Linked DNA regions of Mus musculus: regions 2, 3, 4 and 5 are each linked to region 1. The links are chromatin contacts, called in public Hi-C, HiChIP or PLAC-seq and promoter capture Hi-C maps. All regions are on one chromosome and are shown on one strand. Each heading gives the region's core, a stretch centred on a gene start, on an enhancer-like site or on the middle of the called end of the contact. The rest is flanking DNA. Distances are from core to core; before and after follow the strand shown. Region 1 holds the start of Usp22 (ubiquitin specific peptidase 22). Region 2 holds the start of Fam83g (family with sequence similarity 83, member G). Region 3 holds the start of Grap (GRB2-related adaptor protein). Region 4 holds the start of Llgl1 (LLGL1 scribble cell polarity complex component). Region 5 overlaps Epn2 (epsin 2).

What was found. Promoter capture Hi-C pulls out the DNA fragments that hold promoters and counts their contacts. A called contact is a pair of places that touch in the nucleus more often than the background predicts. HiChIP or PLAC-seq counts read pairs in DNA pulled down with a chosen protein or histone mark.
Region 2: an H3K27ac HiChIP or PLAC-seq map of extraembryonic endoderm stem cells shows a contact between it and region 1, with 5 times the contacts expected there. The contact joins the promoter of Fam83g here to the promoter of Usp22 in region 1. A contact is called at or near these places in 5 of 39 promoter capture datasets (3T3-L1-derived adipocytes, cranial neural crest, embryonic stem cells and 2 more), 1 of 484 Hi-C or Micro-C datasets (embryonic stem cells), 7 of 115 datasets of contacts at active chromatin or transcription factors (embryonic basal ganglia, embryonic forebrain, embryonic limb bud and 4 more) and 1 of 9 other capture datasets (embryonic stem cells).
Region 3: a contact with region 1 is called in a promoter capture Hi-C map of neural stem cells. The contact joins the promoter of Grap here to the promoter of Usp22 in region 1. A contact is called at or near these places in 9 of 39 promoter capture datasets (the 3T3-L1 cell line, the HPC-7 cell line, cranial neural crest and 4 more), 6 of 115 datasets of contacts at active chromatin or transcription factors (the NIH/3T3 cell line, craniofacial prominence, embryonic forebrain and 3 more) and 2 of 9 other capture datasets (adipose tissue and embryonic stem cells).
Region 4: a contact with region 1 is called in a Hi-C map of B cells, with 5 read pairs. The contact joins the promoter of Llgl1 here to the promoter of Usp22 in region 1. A contact is called at or near these places in 2 of 484 Hi-C or Micro-C datasets (B cells and embryonic stem cells), 5 of 115 datasets of contacts at active chromatin or transcription factors (bone marrow-derived macrophages, embryonic stem cells, extraembryonic endoderm stem cells and 2 more) and 1 of 9 other capture datasets (adipose tissue).
Region 5: a contact with region 1 is called in an H3K27ac HiChIP or PLAC-seq map of embryonic stem cells, with 2.8 times the contacts expected there. The contact joins the enhancer-like site here to the promoter of Usp22 in region 1. A contact is called at or near these places in 2 of 39 promoter capture datasets (cranial neural crest and frontonasal cranial neural crest), 5 of 115 datasets of contacts at active chromatin or transcription factors (embryonic forebrain, embryonic hindbrain, embryonic stem cells and 1 more) and 1 of 9 other capture datasets (embryonic stem cells).

The regions. Positions count from the first base shown.
Region 1 is chr11:61,173,695-61,176,499 of GRCm38.p6, reverse strand. It overlaps Usp22 (ubiquitin specific peptidase 22), which reads left to right and starts at 1,441. Exons shown (of 13, transcript NM_001004143.4): 1 at 1,441-1,785. The coding sequence starts at 1,615.
Region 2 is chr11:61,683,053-61,685,857 of GRCm38.p6, reverse strand. It overlaps Fam83g (family with sequence similarity 83, member G), which reads right to left and starts at 1,448. Exons shown (of 5, transcript NM_178618.3): 1 at 803-1,448. The coding sequence starts at 1,324. The region is part of intron 9 of Slc5a10 (solute carrier family 5 (sodium/glucose cotransporter), member 10); the gene reads left to right.
Region 3 is chr11:61,651,854-61,654,658 of GRCm38.p6, reverse strand. Grap (GRB2-related adaptor protein) reads right to left here and starts at 1,338. Exons shown (of 5, transcript NM_027817.3): 1 at 1,235-1,338. The coding sequence starts at 1,312.
Region 4 is chr11:60,698,296-60,701,100 of GRCm38.p6, reverse strand. It overlaps Llgl1 (LLGL1 scribble cell polarity complex component), which reads right to left and starts at 1,401. Exons shown (of 21, transcript NM_001159404.2): 1 at 1,160-1,401. The coding sequence starts at 1,240.
Region 5 is chr11:61,528,120-61,530,924 of GRCm38.p6, reverse strand. The region is part of intron 7 of Epn2 (epsin 2); the gene reads left to right. Among named protein-coding and RNA genes, the nearest start is that of B9d1, 24 kb to the right of the region's middle. Within about 2 kb of position 1,379, at least 55 of the 459 cell types and tissues checked have an H3K27ac peak or open chromatin away from gene starts, as enhancers often do. A contact at or near this core is called in embryonic stem cells, where this site is marked.

The sequences.
Region 1 (2,805 bases), core at 192-2,691:
CCAGCTTCCCCACCCCACCCCTTCCTCTTTTTACTATGAGTCTCACTATTTGCTCTGGCTGACCACAAACTCCGGGCTCAAATGATCCTCCTGCCTCAACCTGAGTAGCTCCCAAAATATTCATATACACAGACACACCAACCCCCACCCACCCCCTTCTCTATGCTGTAACTCCTCTCTGGGTGATACTCAAATGCCAACTAAGATAGCATGCTAAGCCATATCTAAGCCTGAATACGACCATCACTGCTCTAAGACCAAGCTGGTACTCATTGGACAAGCCACAACTGCAATTGCTCCTCGGAACCATGACATCAAAATGCCTGTCGGCAATTTTTCTCGGCTGTCTTGTCTGCTAGCTGCTGTTACTGCAGTACACCGATGAACTCTCTACTTCTTCTGCCTTTTCTGTCTTGGAGAATTATTTCACTGCTCCACATCATGGGTACCTGTCTGCCTGAGTTTGACACCTAGCTGTTATCCTGTTTAAGGTATAACAGGAGAGAGGTGTCTATTTACTCGGTATATACAATTTGTAGGGCAGAAGATCAATATTTTCTCTTCTGAGTTGGTTTGCTGCACATCTGTGTAACCCTCAGATAGGAGAGCTAAATGCATCATAGCTCTATACTGTTCCTACTTAATAATAGAGTGTAATGTGGCTAGTACAAATTGAATTGCTATACCAAACCTGTATAACACGATATTTCAAAGCCAATGTAAAAATTTGACTTGATATTCTGTCTTTATTTGACTGCTTGTTAAAATTAATTTTATCTTTCTTGGTGCAAAATATTGTACAAAATGTAGCCACTAAAAAAATTCGTATACCAGTTGGCATTCTAGTTCAATAGGATAACGCTGAATAATATCCTAGGGAAGGGAAGATCTGTATTCTTGCCACGCCCAATCTCCAGCTGTGGCATTGCGGTACCCAACACAGTCGCCAAGATGGCAGTCTCTGCAGAAACGCCCACACTAGGAACTCCAAGGACCAACAAACAGAACCTAGAAACCCTCCTTTCAGAGAACTCGCAGACGCAGGCCCTACCCTGCCCCACCCCTCCGTCGCCCCGCCTCTTTGCGGCAGAGCTCAGGCCGGTGCAAACCGGTTCAGTGGCCTGACTGACACTCAGTTTTACCCAATCCTCAGCACGCCCCGCCTTCCAAGGAGAGACTCGAAACGTCAAATCGCTGGCGTCTCCGGAGGCGGTTCGAAAGCCTATAATAGGCGCAGACCGTGTCTTAGACCGGCAAACCACCAATGGTGTGACGCGAGGGCGGGACCCTGTTGACCCAACCCGAGGCCTTCGGCTTTTCTCTGGAGCCAGCGGGCGAGAGGAGGGCTGATAGGCGGGGTCTAGAGCAGCGGAGCCTGCGCACTAAGGCCGCCGGCCTGGGTGACGTTATCCTTTCCCGCGGACAGCTCCGCCCTGTCCCGCCCAGCCTCGCCCCGCCCTCCTCGAAGTCAGAGGGTGCTGCGCGTGCGGTGGGTGCTGCTGTAGCCTGCCTGAGTTCTCAACGCGGTCTTTGTCCCCCAGCTTTGTTCTCGCCGCCCTGGCGTCGTCCTCGCCCCCGTCGCCGCCTGCCCCGCGCGCCCGGGCCTTGCCCGCCATGGTGGCCAGGCCGGAGCCTGAGGTCGAGGCCATGGACGCTGAGCTGGCGGTACCGCCGCCTGGCTGCTCGCACCTGGGCAGCTTCAAGGTGGACAACTGGAAGCAAAACCTGCGGGCCATCTACCAGTGCTTCGTGTGGAGCGGAACTGCCGAGGCTCGCAAGCGCAAGGTGAGCCCAAGGCTTGCGCCGCTCTGCGGGCTGGGAAGCGGGGAGTGTAGGTGGGAGAGGGAGAGGGGAAGCCTGGTAGTCGTGGGGAGGGAGCCTGGCCTTGCGGGGAGGGCGTGAGGGGAAGCCTTGCCGTGAGGGGGTGGGGCCGAGGAATGGGCAAGGCGAAGCCTCGCGGTGCAGGGAAGGGGCTAGAGGAAGCATCCCGGTGCAGGAAGGGGGACTAAGGAGAACCTCGCAACGTGGGGAGGGGGCTAGAGGAAGCGTCGTGGTGCAGGGAGGGGGCTAGAGGAAGCATCACGGTGCTGGGAGGGGTCCAGGGACCACCTAGTGGACGCTGTTGGGAGTGTGGCGGTGGAACCCACGATGGGAGGGGGAGGGGTATCTGAGTAGGAGGAGGAAGATCTGTCTGGACATTCCATTGAGGAGTATTTGTCTGTAAAGGTAGTGGTGGGGGCCTGGGGTCTGCAGGGTAGTTCCGTGGATAACAGCTCGTTCCCGGGGCTGAGACCCTTCGCGGACACCTGAGGCTGGCAGGGCCTCCGCGCACTCGAGTTGAGAAGCGAGATTTTTAGGACGTAGGAGGTGATTGACAACCGCAGCCTTCGAGAGTGGCTATTTTGTTGTTTTGGGTCCTGTAAATCTCAGCAACTATGATGATTTTATTAGTGATTTGGAGATGGGAAAACATTATTTTCTAATTTAAAAAAAACTTCATAATTACAATTTGATTTTGAAGGTGAAAAGTGGAATAGAAAATTTTGATTGTTTCTATCTTGAGTAGCATTTTATAACGGGAGAACTGACAAATCTGCTGGGTGTTTCATGTTAAGCATCAAACTCTCCCTCTTTAGTTTCTCGAGGCAGGACTTCTCTCTATAGCCCTTGGCGTTCTTTTCTTTTTTCTTTTTTCTTTTCTTTTTGGTTTTTCGAGACAGGGTTTCTCTGTGTAGCCCTGGCTGGCTTCGAACTCAGAAATCCGCCTACCTCTGCCTCCCGAGTGCTGGGATTAAAGGCGTGCGC
Region 2 (2,805 bases), core at 199-2,698, 510 kb before region 1:
GTGAAGGGGTCAGACCCAGGTAGGAACACTCTCACTACCACCTGAAGACAGACCTGCTCTAGATATATCGCAACTTGCTGGGCTACCTTGCCTGTCAAATCAGGCACACCTCTGCTCATTCATGGCCACCCAGCTATGGTTTGACTGTCTGTACAAGCATTGTACACAGCTTCTCAAGATGTGTGTGTGTCAGTATGGAGCAGTCACCCAAAGCCGGGCACTGTGCAGCCCAGTCAACGGCTGTCAGCTAAGGGAATCCACACAAGGCCTGAAGAGCCTCTTGATGGCAAACCACAACCTAAGTAAATACCCTCACCTCTTCCACTGGTGAAAACCTTCAATAGGTACCACCTGCTCTGGCCTGGACAGCTGCTGCTACTGTAGCACTCAGAGAAAAGCTTGGAGAACCACCACCAGCCACACAGCACAGCTAGGAAGCAGGCAGATTTCCTCAGGGCTCCAGACCAGCCTCCACGTCTCTCCCGAGACCCCTGCCAGCAAGCTCATGTATGTGTGCAAGCTTCTATCTGCTCCTGGGTCTGAGACGAGATAAGGGAGAGTGGGTGAGAGAAAGGCCGCATTCCTCCCACACAGCTCATGGTTTGCATTTGGGGAACTCAGAAACACTCCAGGAGGGCACAGAAGCCCACTCAGCCTGGAAGCCCAGTGCCACCTGCTAGAGGGAGTGGACATTCAGCTTCTGATCACCGGAGGAGGCAACCGAGAGGCCAGTCAGAGGTCCAGGGGCTGTCTCGGTGCCCATGCGTGCTGGGTGAATGGGGGTCTCGCCGTGGCGCCTCACCTTCTGCGCCTGGCTGACCATCTTGCGCACCACTTCCTTGATGTGCGGCTGCCCGTCGATGGGTGGCTGCATGTAGACGCTGGCCCGGGTCACACCTCGGTAGGCAATGGTGTCAGGCCAGCCCAGGTCCAGCTGCGGGATGGAGCGGTCCGACTTCTGGGGCCAATACTCCAGCGAGGGCAGCGTCTCCGTGGCTGGGGGCCCGCCCGCCGCACTGGTCTCCTCGCTGGCATCCGCGCCTCCGTTGTCCTGGGGTTCGGGGCGGCGGCCCGAGACCCGCGGGTCCTCAGAGCCCGGGTCGTACACCTCGATGGCCTCCACGATACGCGAAAGCTCCAGCTCCGAAAGAAAGTCGCGGATGTTCTCGCGCTTCAGCACCTCGTAGAAGGCGTCGCGACCCCGGGCCACCAGGGCCTCCAGGGCCAGCCTCTGCTCCTCGCTGTAGAAGAACTCGGGCTTCGACTCGCTGGATCGCCAGTTCACGTGGTTGTCGTCCAGACACTGCACCTGGGAGAAGGCCATGGTGGCCCTCGCTGTGGGAACGCGGCCCGACGGGCACCGCGCTCTCAGGCTCCGGGGCCTCGGCGCCTCTGAGAACCGCACCTGAGGGAATCAGCAAAAGACCGCGGTCGGGGTCAGAGGGCGGGCGGGGGCGTGGCGAAGGAAGGGGCGTGGCGGGTAGTGTGTGGGCGGAGCGAGGCGTGGCGAGGTTAGCCAGAGCCGTCCAGGGCCGCGGTTGTCCTCTGCCTCTGTCTTGGGATCCGCCTGAGGTTCTCGGAATCCTGGGAATAAGCTGGGGCTGACGGGGACCCTCGCCCCAGTCCGGAGTAAGAGCCGGGACGCCAGCCCAAGTGAGGCTCGCAAACCCGGAGGAGGGACTTGCTTACCAAGCAGGTGGCGCCGTGCAGACCGGACGACCCGAGGAACCACAGGCGTTGGTGGTGGCACCGGGCTGGACCGCCGGTGACTAAGGGCGGTCCCGCCCACCCTGCCACCCTCACCTGGGGTCACGTGCGGCCCCGGGGGCGGAGCCGGAAGCTGATTCATCTCCTCAGACGGCGCAAGGCTGGACAATTTGCTGCCTCTAAGCCTCGTGGAAGTCTTCCTCTGCCCCCCAGTCCCGCTGGCGATCCTGGTCCATCTCTGGCCCGGTTCTGTCTTGCGGGTGGGATGCTCAGCTGTCCAGTTGTAGACTGAAGGTTGGGTCGTGGGCCGAGGCCCAGCTCCAGCTCCAACTGCTTCCACACTCTTGCTCTCCATGTGCACAGACCAGATACAGATTAGTCCTGAGCCCAACTGCTTGCTGGGATCCCACCTAGCAGAACCTGGTGCACCTCACATGCCTGAACCCTGCGCCAGAAAAGGGTAGAGAGAACCAAGCTGTGCTCAAACGCAGCTCTTGGCTGTTCCCCAGTGATGGAGACCATTAGGTCCTTATCTGAGGGCAGGATGTCAGGTGCAGTTTGGCAAAGGGCTCCTTCCTGAAGCTTCTTGTTTCAGGACACCAGGCCAATACTGCCCTGTCTTTCTAGCCTACTTACCATCTCTGGGTCAGGATAGAGCTGGTTTGAGTCCCAGTGGACCCTGGCCTTAACCTAATGAGGACAAGCTAATGGCAACATTGTACCCTCCAGACATGTCCTCACTGTTCATTTTCCAGTAAGGCCTCCTTGCCCTGCATTCACTGCTTTCAAAGCTTCAAAGCCTAGTTAGCATCCTTGGAGTCCTCACCACTGATCCCCAGACTCAAACCCTTCACCTCTAGCCTCAAAGTCCTCATCAGGCCTTACACTGGGTGAACACTGTGGTTCATACCTGCTCTTGCTTGGCACTCTTGCCCACCTCGGGCACCTGAGTCACCTCCTTACCTCCCATTCCCAAGGAGCAGAGAGGGGCAGTGATGAGTGTGAGTCTTGTACCCTCAACAAAGATGTGCTGACCCTCAGTTTATTCTCTTGTTCTTACCACTGTGGAGTTCCCGGCTTCATTAAGGAACCTGGCCC
Region 3 (2,805 bases), core at 89-2,588, 480 kb before region 1:
CTCTGAACTGAACTTGGATCTGGACAGTCTCCCACCCCAGGTCTTTCTGAGGCCAAACTGGTTGAGTGTGCATAGGACCCAGAGCCAACAACTTAGGTAGATACACCAGCACCTTAGCTTGAAGAAGGGGGTGCACAAAGGTATGTGGTTGCTTTAGGACCCCAGCTTAGAGCTTTAGACACCCAGGGGACCGAACAAAGAAAGGCTCAAGAATTAAAGCAATGGAGATTGGCTCACACTACACTACACTACACTACACTACACTACACTACACTACACTACACTACACTACACTACACTACACTACACACGTACAGACACCTTGCTGAGCCTCGCTCACTGCAGCCAAGCCATGGTCTTCCACAGCCAGGAGATCCACACTGAGCCTGGGACCCATGTACAGGATAGCTCTAAAGAGTCTGTCTCCGTGCTTGAATCTTCGAGCCAGGGCTCAGGGTGGTAGCCATCTAGCCCTGTGTCTGTTGCTCCAGGGGGTCACAATAGGGGCAGTGGAGGGCACAGGATGGGCCACTAGCATTCCAGTGTCCATGGTTCAGCATGGCCACTCTCCTGTGCCCCCTCAGCTCTCCTGTCATATGCAAACTTCTAAGTAAGGGCATCCCCGGTAGAGATTTCACACACTCGTGTGTCTAATGACTTGGAAGACAACCACTGTGAGTGAAAGTGGCTCAGGTGAGAACAAATGAAGTATAGCGTTCTATTTCTCCTTTCCCATCAATACAGCTTAATCTCAGCTATTTTAGCCCAATTAAGTTAGAATGTCTGCTTATTTTAGACTCTCTCTCTGTCTCTCTGTCTCTCTCTGTCTCTCTCTCTCTCTCTCTCTCTCTCTCACACACACACACACACACATACACACACTCTTACACACACACACGATTTCTACCTCTGTGTCTCTCTGTTTCTCTCTGTGTTACTGATCTCAAAATTTGTCTATTAAACTTTTCTTTAAAAACAAACAAACAAAACCCTAGAAAACAGTGGGATTTAGGCAACTCCCACCAGACTCTGTGGCCTCAGACTCTCAAATGACCCCAAAGGAAGGATCAGTAATAAATACTATTCCACTTTCCTAAATGAGGAAACTGAAGAGGGTAGAGGCAGCTAACCTGAGCCTGTCCCTCACAGCCCAGACTCCCAGGACTCTCTGAGGTGCTGGTTCTAACCCTACCAACCCTGTTGGCCCACTCAGCCCAGCTCCAGCCTTCTGTACCTTAAGCGTGTCCCCCTTGTTGAAGGCCAGCTCGTCACTCTCGGTAGCCTGGAAGCTGTACAGGGCCACGGACTCCATCCCACTGTCCCTGGGCTTCAGCCGAGGACCCAGCAGCTACAGCTTCCTGCTTCCTGCAGGAGAGGACCACTTCCTTTGTTTTGAGTATTTGTTCTTTTGAAGCTGCAGCCGGAAACTGCCCTTGATGGGGGAGAAACAGGAAGCAAAGACATGTCACCCTTGTCATAGCTCAGAGAGGGTGTGCTCATAAACCCACTTTGGCTGTGGGGGAGTCCCCATTAGGACGATGCAGAGCTGTCTCGTGCTTGGCCTCTGTCTCTCAGCCTTCACATTTCTTATCTGTTTTAAATGGAGTTTCTATTGCTGTGAAAAACACCAAAACCAAAAGTGACTTGGGAGGAAAAGGTTTATTTGGCTTAGATTATAGTCTATCAGGAAAGCCAAGGCAAGAACCTGGAGGCAGGAACTGAAGCAGAGACCACGGAGGGACACTGCTTACTGGCTTGCTTCCCATGGCTTGCTCAGCCAACTTTCTTATACACCCAGAGCATCTGCCCAGGGGTGGAACTTCCCACAGAGAACCAGACTCATCCACACCAGTCATTAGTCAGGAAAACGTCCCCACAGACTTGTCCACAAGCCAATTCTCAACTCAAGCTGCCTCTGGCTTGTGTCAAGTTGAAAACAACAACAACAACAAAAAACCAAACAAACAAAAAAACAAACAAACAAAACAACTAAGCAGGACAACTGCTGATACCTGTAGCGAGATTCCTAAGCACCCACCACCTCAAACCCAAATTCCAGCCTACGTTCAAGACACTTCCAACCGTCTCCTCTCACCTGCTCCACACAGCTCCCTCATGTACCCTTTTGGGTATTCCACTACAAGCAAACTCCAGGCTGGAGAGCCATTGTGGTGGGCACACCACCTTTTCCTACTTGCCCAGGAAGCTCCTATTCACCTATGAAAACCTCACTAATAAGGCCCCTGTTGTGCTTTAAACATCGAGTACCACCTGAGCTTTCTGTAGCTTGTGGTCTGAAGGCATTACAGCTCTGCGATTGTTAAGGGAAGGCTGTGACACTGATGCAGACAGCAGTCTGGTGAGTACTAGGGGGTAAAGCACAACACGGAGAAACACAGCTATACATTTGCAACCACATGGAACCACAGAGAGCCAGTATTCTCCAAACACACAGGGACAGCTAAAGAACCCAGGCTGTGGGATGGGTACCAGATGGATCCAGATGAAGCCAGATTTTTATTTTATTTTATTTCATTTATTTACTTATTTTTAGTTTTATTTCTAAATTATTTTTTATTATTTATTTAGTTAGTTAGTTAGTTTTTCGAGACAGGGTTTTCTCTGTGTAGCTCTGGCTGTCCTGGAACTCACTTTGTAGACCAGGCTGGCCTCGAACTCAAAAATCCTCCTGCCTCTGCCTCCCAAGTGCTGGGATTAAAGGTGTGCGCCACCACTGCCTGGCAGATTTTTTTTTTTTTTTCAAGACGGTGGTTTTCTAGAGGATGGGGCTCAGTGGGTAAGAGC
Region 4 (2,805 bases), core at 152-2,651, 480 kb after region 1:
AGCATCATCAGTCAGGGGAAGCCATGCTTCAGAGACTCATCACAACTGTGGAGGTCCCCACTACACACCCCATTCACTGGCTAAAACCCACTCTCTTCTTGTTTCATGGGGCACACCCTCACGGTGAGCCAAAAAGAGGCTCCCATCTGAGAAGCCTCTCCTGGCAGCTCTTTAGTTATGGTGTCTGTAAAGCCTGGCACCCCCTGATCATTGCTGAGATCGCAACAAGAAAAAACTGAGCCATGGCAGGGTCTCCCCCTGAAAGTGCCTCCTAAGAGAAGTCCAGGGTCCCTAAGTTCTACTCAGGACAGTAGCAGCTGCTTCAAAACTCCTACTCCACTGCTATCACACAGCAAGGCAAGGAAAGATAAGCGGCCCTCTCCCTACTGAACCTCAGTTTTTTTTTTTTTGTTTGTTTGTTTGTTTTTTAACGTGTGTAATGGAAATGAGAAATCGAATCCTCAACAGCAAGATGCACACAGGCTCTGGGATAAAAGTAACATCTAATCAGAGCCCCACCAGTACAGATAAGAGTTAGGCTTGTGGGGCTCTATACTGGTCAGTGCAGACTAGGTGGGAGCTGAGGCCTTTCCCGGGTCTCTTCTGTATCTCGTCTCTCCAACTTTAGTAAGGTCAGGAACTGGCCGGGTCGCAAGGACATCCAGAATCCACAAGGGGGAAACTGGCCTCATTTCATGGCGGGGGAAACTGAGGCACTAAGGTTTGAAATGCAGTTGAGCATACAGACCAGCACATCCCTTGAACTAGGGACCCCAAGGTAGGGCAGAGCCTGGTGAGAAAAGTGGAGGCGCAGGGATTTCCCAGCCCCCCCACCCCCCACTTTTCCCTCTCTCGCCCGCCTAAGAGTTAAAGAAAACAAAACCTGGCCCTGAATGTCCCTCAGCCGAGCCGGGCTACACACCAAAAATGAAAGAAAAGAGGCCAAGAGCGAAAGGCAGATAGGTCGGAGGACCCCACTGAGCCCAAGGGACACCGGGAGAGATATCAGGGGTTCAGAGACCAGGAGCCCGAAAGCGCACGGCACGGCGCGGGGCGCAGCCCGACACCCCAACCAGGCACACCCGAGCAGCGCGGCGCTCGCAGGGCAGAGGCGGCCCGATGTGGCCCGCCTGAGCCGCCGGCGCCCCCGCCGCCGCACCTTGTGGAAGGCGAAGAGCTCCTGCTTAAGCTTCTCGCGCTGCGGGTCGGCGCCCTGCCGCCGGAACCGAAACTTCATCATCTTGCGCCCGCCTCCGCCACCGCCGCGGGATGCGCCCGGCCCCGCCGGTCCTGAGGCGCGGGGCGGGGCCTGCACGGAGGCGCGGGACGCCACGGACGCCCGCCCGACCCACGACGTGAGCGTGCCCGCCGTGCCGTGCCGCCCCTTGCTCGCCAGACAATGGGCGAGGACGGGGCCCCCGGGCTCGCCGGGCTCGCCGGGGGGGGGGGGCAGTCACGCATGCGCAATGGTGCGGGGCCTGCTGGGACTTGTAGTCCGAAGGTGGGTCCCAACCGTGGGAAGCTGGGCTGTGGTTTGCTAAAGGTTGTTTTCCACTCACGACTGAGCTAACAACATTCTAATAATTCCAGGGACAATTCTCTAGCCCCTCCCGGTCCCACTTCCCCCATCTTTGCCGTTGTTATCTAGTTTGTGTGGCCAGTTTTCACGGATCACTACTTTGCCTATTCCTCCGGTGTGTATTCCACACCACGCTTTTTGTCTCAACTATTATCGAAGAACCCCTCTCTAGGAGCCCGCGATGGTTGTGCATAACTTTAATTCTGGCAATCAGGTGGCAAGCAGAGGCAGGCAGATCTCTCTGAGTTCCAGGCCAGTCAAAAGCTACATTGTAAAACTATGTCTCAAAAAAAAAAAAGAAAATCTCAATTCCTTGAGAGTTATTATTCATGACCCAACACAAAGAACTTCGGTTTGCACCGGCTCAGAAGATCCTTGAGAGGGACGCGAGGCAAAGAAAAGGGGCGGAGGGCTGCAGGAGGTGGCAGGCACGTAGGGCTGAACAGGAGCGGGCTGGATACAGCTTCTCCCCTTGTTTCCCCCATCCCTACAGGGAACTCCGAGAACAAAGCTGCGCCCCGCCCCCGCTTTCTTCCTGTCCCACCCACCTCCCGAGACTTTTCTCTTCTGGACAATGGCCTCTAGGCTGAACCTTTTCCTGCTAGCTGAGGGACTCAGTGTTGGGAGAGATCCCAGGAGTTTAAGCGGGCCAAGCCCCTGTCCTCCCATCTTTGTCAAGAGAGGAGGCGTTGACCCTTAACCCTCAGGCAGCTGCACTGCAGCAACAGGGACCTAGCTACCTCCAAACTGCCCACGACCAGCGTTGCTCAACCCGCCCTGGGAGTTGGGGCTCAGGACTCACAGCTCTTTCCCGAGCTGTAGCTAAAGTGGTTGGCTAGACAGCAAAGGGCCCCTCCTGATCTCAACACGCTTAATGATTTTAAGAGCTCACTGAGAGAGGCACAGATACCACACAATTTTAAAGTGATATCACCCCAGATGCACAGAGGAAGAAACAGTGGCAGCCAACACAGACCAAGATCAGCCCCACACAAGTCATGATCAGAAGCAACTCAGAGGCCTAGGCTACAGTCCTTGTGCTACCCCATGTTGGATTTCAACCTTGCAAATGCTCAGGACATGCTCTACCTCAGCACCAGCTTTCTCTACCCTCATCTCTGCAGTAAAAGTTTATTAGGTTACCCAAGTAACCAATCCCCAGAAATTTTACACTGCAGTCACAAAAACAAAACAAACAAACAAAAAACCCCAAACACCAGACAACA
Region 5 (2,805 bases), core at 130-2,629, 350 kb before region 1:
AAGAGCTCTGTTTGGATATGTCCTTTGCTTGCTCTTCAAATGGAGATGAAATTTGCCATTCCGACTATTTAACAAAACTGGAATATTTAACAAAACAAAACAATAAACCCCACACATTCACAGAGCTGTATAACTATTGTTACTAGGTAGAATGGAACTTGTTTCCATTACTCCAGAAAGAATCCATACTCAACTCCTAGCCACCAGCTTGCTATTATTATGCCTTGGTTCATGAAGACTTGTTTGATGTGGACATTATCATATTATTAGCAAAGTCACATTACTGTGGCCTTCATTTGTTGGCAGCATGTCTGCAATATAGTAGGTGTTTAGTCTTTTCCTGGCCAGAAGTATCCCCTGTGGATGTGGCAACTCATGGTACACTCTCCTCCCATTGGACATTTGCATTGTGTTTAGTTCCTGGCCATTGTGAATCTAATTTTCAAAAGAGAAGATTGAACTAAAGCCCAAATGATCACTATCTGTTTTTACATGGTGGTGAGGATTAAAGCTATCCTGAACAAGGGTGCTGCTCATGGTCGGCTCCTTGAGGCTGGTCCCTGTGCCTGTTCTCTGTGGACCTGCCCACTCTCGGCTCCCACACAGTTGACACTTTTACTGGTGACTGGAGGAATACACAGATCACCAAAGCCCAGAAATGTCCCCTCCCCACCTCTCCCCGCCAGCTCAGAGCTTGTGGTAGGACATCTTAGATTGCTGGGAGGTTGTGCACCCTGATAAGTTAAAGTGTATCCTTCCAGCATGGAGATAGCTGTTGGTAAAATCTGAACTACCTATCCACTTCTTTCCCCCTTACATTGTGTAACCGAATTGAGGTCACATTGTGTATTGTTACGCTCAGACACACATACATTTCCCAACTTGTGCTGTGCTGTGTATGTGCCCCATGTAGGTGTCATTGGAAACCGTGGTAGTACTCATTTGTGTGGTATGGGTTGGCACTTTGTGGTTGGGCCACTAGCTCTTTAGCAGCTATGTGTCCTGTGTAGGTGCTATTGAAAAATGATGCTGAAGTCACTGTGTTCTTTGGGTTTGGCCCCAGCTACTTGACCCAGGCAGGTGTTTTGCTTCTTGAAGCTCTGAGCTGGCTCCAGAGCAGGCCTGTGATATGGGCTTACTGCTTAGCCTCTGCTAAAACTGAGTGGCTAAGAGCCACTCCTCAGTCCCAGGATACTCATAATTATTAAAGTCTCTTCCCACAGCACAGAGCCACTCTCTGCATGAAAGGAATGCTTTTCTGAAAGCCACCATTTGTAGTGGGTCCTGTTATTACCAGTTCTTTCCAAGCAGCACTGGGGACTGCTGAGCCAAGTGGCCTTGGGAGGAAATGCTAAGAGCCCAGAGGAGGGAAGTTGGAGCCTGCCAGGTCAGCGGGGCACTTCCTCCTCTGTTCTAGATACACAAAGCTGCCACCTGGTCTGAAGAGGCCTCACAGCCTGTTAATTCAGAAGGCCTTGGCTGGCTTGTCACCCTTACAGTCTACCCACCTACCAGAGCCAAGGCCAGGACTGAGCCTAAGTTCCGCCTGCCGGTAGCAGGTGTGCTCTGGCTTCTTGATGACCCCAGTATGGACTGTGACTGCCGGCTGTGCACATGAATATTCATTTATCCACTGGGCTCCATGTGAATGGATCTACAGAGGAGGCGGAAGCTGCTGTCTCTCTGAACTTGGTTCCATTCTCCTTTCTACTCACTTGAGCTTTAAATAAGCCTTTATTTATTGGGTGTGTGGCATGGCAGGACCTACTGATGCCAGACCCTGAAGGTATAGAAGAGCCTTGTGATGGCCTCATTGCCCTTTCTCTCTCCTAAGGGCGGCGGGCCAGCCTCGTGTCTGCTGCTTTCCTGTGGAGTTAGGGGTTAGGGGTGGCACTCTCTTTACAGAGTGATTGAAGCAGACTGCTGGCTACAGGACTACCTGCTTGTGACTATGGTTTCTATTCATTTGGCACTAAATTCAGCCCATCAGCTTTCAGAGTCCCCGTTACACACACCTTGGACTTGCAGTGTTACTTGCAGAATGGAGACTTGACAGCTCATTTGGGTTCAACTGTTTATCCCTGATGATCTATGTCATTTGGGATTGGCAAGGGTTTGAGCTGAGCATGCATTTATTTCATTCTCTGTTCAGAGCTCTGAGTTTTGATTACTTTGTCCCCACTGGCTCTCCATGCTGCTGGCTCAGGAGGAGTGTTGCAGGTATCCAGACTGGTGGTGGGTAGCTGGGGTAATAAGCTCCAGGTCTTGAACTGTGAGGTATAGGCAGCCTATCCTCTCAGACTCCTAATCTTTGCATTGTCTTATTCTGCCTGAGAAACTTTATCTATAAAGATTTATTTCATTTTTCTTTGTTTGTGTATGCCACAAGTGTAGGGGTGCCTGTGGAAGCCAGACGAAGGCATTGCATTCCCTGGAGCTGAAAGTACAGTACAGGTTGTGAGCCACTTGATGTAGGTTCTGGGAATCAAATTTTATCCTCTGGAAGAGCGTCAATCACTTGTAACTGCTGAGTTATCTCTCCAGCTCCACTCTTCTTAAAGACATGGGGTGGGTGTCTGTTTATGGAGATGTGGTCATCTTATTCTCAGAATCCCCTCTTGCCCTGTGTTCTGGCTCCTGGCTTTCTATTGTCTTCAGGTTGGTACAATGATTTGTTTCTTCTTAGAGGCAGGGACCATCCCAGGGCTTGGCTGGAGGAATGCTAATCAAATTGATAGGGTAGAGTAAGACAACTATGCAAGAAGCTTGGGGTGTTATGTGTTTGAGCTAGGTGGCTCTTGCCTG